Linked DNA regions of Macaca mulatta: region 2 is linked to region 1. The links are chromatin contacts, called in public Hi-C maps. All regions are on one chromosome and are shown on one strand. Each heading gives the region's core, a stretch centred on a gene start, on an enhancer-like site or on the middle of the called end of the contact. The rest is flanking DNA. Distances are from core to core; before and after follow the strand shown.

Region 1 (2,774 bases), core at 229-2,728:
CCGGCGCCGAATCAGCTCTCCAGACACTTTCAGTACCAGACATCAGCCAGGGAAGGTCCTCATCTCTGAAGATCACTATTCAAACATATTTATTATGCTCTCTGCAAAGACTTCTCAAGTCCCAGTTTGGCCTGGTTTAAAAGGACCGGAGGTAGGTAAATAACTCATCAAGCATTACAAAACAAAGTACAGTCCTACCACTGCACGATATATGGTGTTCGGGCGTAGAGAGCTTTCACAAGAGCCAGAGGACCCGTCTGTAGAAATAACTTAAAAGTTACTCAAAAATTAAGGGACGAGATCAAGTTTCACAGATCTTTGGAAGTTGGCAGGACTGGGGCGCCGAAAGCCTGCACGACGTGAGCACTCGGGAACAGGACCCGGCTGGGCAGGGTCGGAAAGGGTCAGGGACGAAATCAGAGCCGCAGGCCGGCCGAGGGGAAGGGGGAGCCGCGGGCGAGCGAGACGCACGGCTGGCGAGCGACCCTGCTTCAGCCCGACCTCAAACTTGCTTCTGTACCTCGGGTAGCGCCAGAGCCCTTTCCACGCCCAGAGCGAGGAGCAGGGCGGCAGCCCAGCGCACCAGAGTCGTAAGACTACCCGGGCCGTGAGACGCCATTTTCCGCTCCCTTAGTTCTCCGGTGCTCACGCGACCCGGCCCCGCGGCCCCGCCCCGCAGCGCGTCAGGCCCTCTTCCCCGGGCGTGGCCTAAGCGACCCGGTCCATTCGCCCTGGGGCTGGCTGGGGGTTTCTCCTGCTCGCGGAACTCTGCGCTGGTCTTCATGCGCCCCAGCCCTCTTTCGGGGACACTGGCTACCCCTTATTCCTTTTCCCCTTTAATGAAGGCGACCCCTGTCGCCGCGCGGCTTCCCAGAGCCGACTGCAGGCTCCCTCAGCCGGGTGTTCCCCGCGTCCGGAAGCCAAGGTCGCGCCTTCGAAGAGACTCGGGTTCCTCCATCCGCCCTCAGTAAACATGGCGGCGCAGCGAGCGGGGCGGGCAGGGGGCGGGCAGGGGGCGGGGCCCCCGCGGGTTCCCGGCCAGGGCGCAGCGGCCGGGCTCTGGCTACCCACGTGTGGAGACCGGGCAGGTGGGCCTGCAGAGCGTGAGACGGTGCAGAGAGGCCCCAGGGAGCGGCGTCTGAGCTGGGGCGGGGGCAAAGGGGCAAGGGGGCGGGGAGGGGCGGGGAGGGGCGGAGCGAGCCGGCCTCCGGCGTGGGACTGAGAAGATACGAAGTGTGCGCGGTAAGGTGGTGGTCTCCGCCGCGTAGAGGGAAGCGGGAAACCAGGAAAGAACGAGGGTGAGGGTGATGGAGGAGGGAAGGGCAAATCGCGGACTCCGGCGGGAGGGCAGGAGCCTGGATCGCCCCGGGCACGTAGTCCCCTTCACCTCAATCCTGATAGCGCGTAGCGTCCCGGAGCCTGGCGAGGAGGTAGGAGCGGGATAGACGCTTCCCTAATTCATTTTCTTTGCCTTCCCAGGAAAAGGGTGCGATGTTGATCTCAGGAAGCACAAAGGGATCTTCCTAGCCCGGACTAAACCACGGAGGTAAGGGAGTGCGTCGCTGCCCCGGGTGGGCCAGCGCCCTGACTGAAGGACGCCAGGGGATCCCTGCTCCCGGAGTGACAGTGTTGGTTAGGGCCAGCCAAAAAGCTCCTTAATGCCAACCCAAGCGATCATCTCGAGTAGCCGACCCATGCTTCCCTTCCACATTCCCTCCATGGTGTCTGCCTGGAAGTTCCTGAAAGGTTTACGTTTAGCTCACTGGCAAGTTTTCTAAGGTGTTAGTAGCTAGTAGCATTTTGAGGGCCCCTAAAGCCTTTCACACCTTGAGGAATTATAAGCTCCAGGATAGATTTTGAGGGAATCTTTTTGGAACAGTTAGTCTTGCAGTGGTCTCATTGCGTTTTGTAGGAGTCAGTATGATCCACTGCAGTGTGTGACCAAAGTGAGTTCAGGTTTTTTTTTTTTTTTTTTTTGGAGGAGTCTCACTCTGTCGCCCAGGCTGGAGTGCAGGGGCACGATCTTGGCTCACTGCAAGCTCCGCGTCCCGGGTTCACGCCATTCTCCTGCCTCAACCTCCCGAGTAGCTGGGATTACAGGTGCCCGCCACCGCGCCCGGCTAAATTGTATTTTTAGTAGAGATGGGGTTTCACCGTGTTAGCCAGGATGGTCTTGATCTCCTGACCTCGTGATCCGCCCGCCTTGCCTCCCAAAGTGCTAGGATTACAAGTGTGAGCCACGGCGCCTGGCCGAGTTCGGGTTTTTAAAAGGGGTCCCACATCACGCGTGTAATCCCAGCACTTCGGGAGGCCGAGGCAGGCGGATCATGAGGTCAGGAGTTTGAGATCAGCCTGGCCAATATGGTGAAGTTCCGTCTCTACTAAAAATACAAAAAAAAAAAAAAAAAAATTAGCTGGGTGCGGTAGCACATGCCTGTAGTCCTAGCTACTCAGGAGACTGAGGCAGAAGAATCACTTGAACTCAGTATGAAGAGTAACATACTGAAGAACTCAGTATGAAGAGTATGCAGTGAGCCGAGATGGTGTCACTGCACTCCAGCCTGGGTGACAGAGTGAGACTCCGTCTCCAAAAAAAAAGGGGCATTCCCACAATCTGCTGTTTGTGCCTTAGTGTGTTATAGTTGTAGTGAAACAACAGCTAGCTCTTCCTCTTGGCCCCCCTCTTTCTGGAGAAATGTAAGTCCATAGGTTTGGATCAATGTAGAGTTTTTAGAAAACCATAGATCTGTTCTCAGATTCTGGTCTGTTGCTAG
Region 2 (2,700 bases), core at 94-2,593, 140 kb after region 1:
CTGACCTTTGTGAAGAGGACTTCTGGTAAACTCCTCTTGGAATTTAGCACCAGGAAAAAGCTTGCTGGGGCTCATGAATCAGTTCTATCCATACATAAACCATGACATCTCATGTTTGCCTCCAGTACCAGCAAGCTCTGAGCTATAGTCAAAGCTCAAATACCACGGTCTTAAATGTTCTGCAACAGTGTAACTGTACATACTTTTTACTGTAAACTACCTCAAATCTTTCTCAGGAATAGGTGCGAGATATGTGTGATAAATAAGTTAGAAGTAAATGTTGATGAGAGGCAAGTGGGTTTAAAAAGAAGCAGCAGAAGCAGGAAACGGGTCCTGCACCTTGGTAGCTGTGTGCCCCTGGATAAGCCCCTTCGTCTCTGAATCTATACTTGCTTATCAGTAAAATGGGGATCCTGATGCCTGACACCGTCCCTAAGTTGAAATGGAAATTGGCTAACACAATGCTATTAAATCCTGGGTCGTCTTATTAAAGACCTCATTCCTTCCTCTCTTCTCTCATACTGGGAGCCCCCCCAGGACTCCCGGGTAGAGGGCGCCGGTCCGGCCTTGAAGCTGGGCTCTCAGGGCCTCACTGCGGGGTCTCTGCAGCCTCGGTCGCTGGCACAAATGCTGGACTGCAGCAGCCGCTGGGGTCCCCTAGGGGACCTGGGCGCCCCTACCTTATCTCTGAGTCCTCCTTAGGGTACTTGTCCACCAGGCTGATGACGTCCAGCACCACTAGCCCCACGCACAGGATCTGCTTCTCTTCCATGAGGCTGATCCCAGAGCTTCCTGCCCGCCCGACTGACGGGTTCCTCCCGGCCTCTGCCTGTTATCCAGGAGGATGGTGTCCTCGCTCCCAGCTGCCCTGGCTCCTCCTCCGCGTGGGAGCTCCTCCTCCAGGGAGCCACCTGCAGCGGCGAGGGGTGCAGGAAACGAAAGGAGCTGGGCCTTTGCTCCCGACACCCGAAGACCCAAGCTGGCCTGGGAAAGCCAACCCGGAGGTCTTGGCCCCCGGTCTTCCCGTAGCAGGTTGCCTGGGCCTGCAGATGGCAACGCCTCCCACTTCTCAGCCTCAGTTTCCTCGCTTGTCAGATGGACTCGGAGCTGATGCAAACCTTTCTAAAGCGCGGCTAAGCGATCTCGAGAATGCAAAGAGAAAATGCGCTGGAAATGCGCTACGTGCCCCGCCCTCTGCTGCACCTGCGTCTCGGACTCCCGACCCTGGGCCCGCGAGGTAGAGCTGGGCCTGCATCTGCAGCCCTGCCTGAAGACCGTGGTCGCGGCTGCCCGGCCCCGCCCGGGTTAGTCCCAGCCGAGGCCACGCCTCCGCCGCGGAGCAGCGGGACCCGCCGGGTGGGCGGCAGCCTCACGTGGCGGGAACGCCGAGCGCCCCCTGGCGGACGCCGGCGAAATGGGCGGGACGCTAGGGAGATGTCGCAGAAGCGGGGCAGGCGCCGCTTGCTGCCTGAGCCAACCGCCAGCAGCCCCGAGCCGGGCGGAGGCGGCGAGCGCAGTGCGGTACCCGGGGTTCCCTCCGGAGGCCACGGTCTCTCCCGCCCCGTGCCCTGTGCACGCCTGGCAGCCCCCGACCCCGTACCGGAGCAGAACGGTTCGTTTAGTTTTTTTTAGAAAAACCAAGTGTCTTTATTCCTGGATCGTTTAGTACGGCGGTGGGCGGCGCCCGCGCGGGGGAGCCTGGAGCCCCAGGGACTCTGCCTGGAGGGCCACTGGAGGGAGCGGAGGGTGCGAGGATCGGCTCTTCCGCAGGCCGGCCCTGGAGGGGTTCCGGAGGTATCGCGCCAGGCCAAAAGTCTCCATGGGCGGCCCCGGGCCTCCCTGAGCCGGCGCGCCCCGGGCCTGGGGAGAGGCCCCTCTGGGCGCGGTGCCGCTGCGGGCCCGGGTGCGGCGCTCGCCCAGGGCTGGGTGCTGCGTCCCAGGCGGGACCCCGGGAGCCTGCCGCCCCCGCTGTCTCTTCAGCCGGCGTAGACACGTCGGGCGGGACCCCAGTCTACGCGTGTTCAAGCTCTGGGTCCCCATAGAGCAGGGCCCCGCTGAAGATGGTGAGCGGCTCCTCCGAGTGCGCCAGCTGCCCCATGACCAAGTCGACGCAGACCGTGTCCCCGGCCTGCAGCGGCAGGATGAGGCTGAAGACGCCCAGGGTGCCCGGGCTGGGCTGGCTCTCGGCCACCGGCTTATTCTCCAGGCCCTCGGGCTCGTAGCCGCCGGAGTCTACGCGGGCCACGCCCTGGTTGGAGCGGGACAGCACGGCCTCCACTTTCTCGTGCCGGTGCCCAGTCAGCACCGCGCTCAGCAAGTAGCGTCCGGCCAGTGGCGCTGTGAACACGCCTGGGAACAAGGATAGCAGTCAGGGGGGCCAGGGAAGCTCCGGGGAGCGCACCAGAACTCCTGGACTCTGGAGGGACCCGCTGGGTCTTTTCCCCTCACTGGAATGCAAGCAGCAGGGAACTTGGGGCTTTGTTCACTATGCATCCCCAGCCCTTAAAACAGTGCCTGGGCAGGAGCAGACCCCAGTAGAGATCTGCTGAATGAATGAATGAATGAATGACTACTACTTCTCCCCACTGGCTGAGAATGAATAAATGAAGAAAGAGCCGAGGTCTCCCCAAATCAGAGAATGAAAAGATTCACACTGTCGGAAGAGGCAAGAATGGGAAGATAACACTGCACACCTTACCC

Evidence for each region. Hi-C and Micro-C count contacts between places; a contact is called where the count stands out from the background.
Region 2: a Hi-C map of liver shows a contact between it and region 1, with 2.4 times the contacts expected there. The contact joins the promoter of KHK here to the promoter of SLC5A6 in region 1. A contact is called at or near these places in 2 of 14 Hi-C or Micro-C datasets (fetal cortex germinal zone and liver).

Annotation. Positions count from the first base shown.
Region 1 is chr13:97,775,858-97,778,631 of T2T-MMU8v2.0, forward strand. SLC5A6 (solute carrier family 5 member 6) reads left to right here and starts at 1,479. Exons shown (of 16, transcript NM_001266259.2): 1 at 1,479-1,546. ATRAID (all-trans retinoic acid induced differentiation factor) reads right to left here and starts at 931. Exons shown (of 7, transcript NM_001193926.2): 1 at 521-931. The coding sequence starts at 784.
Region 2 is chr13:97,913,131-97,915,830 of T2T-MMU8v2.0, forward strand. It overlaps KHK (ketohexokinase), which reads right to left and starts at 1,344. Exons shown (of 8, transcript XM_077959977.1): 1 at 681-1,344. The coding sequence starts at 772. EMILIN1 (elastin microfibril interfacer 1) reads right to left here. Exons shown (of 8, transcript NM_001260908.1): 8 at 1,653-2,349. The coding sequence ends at 2,012.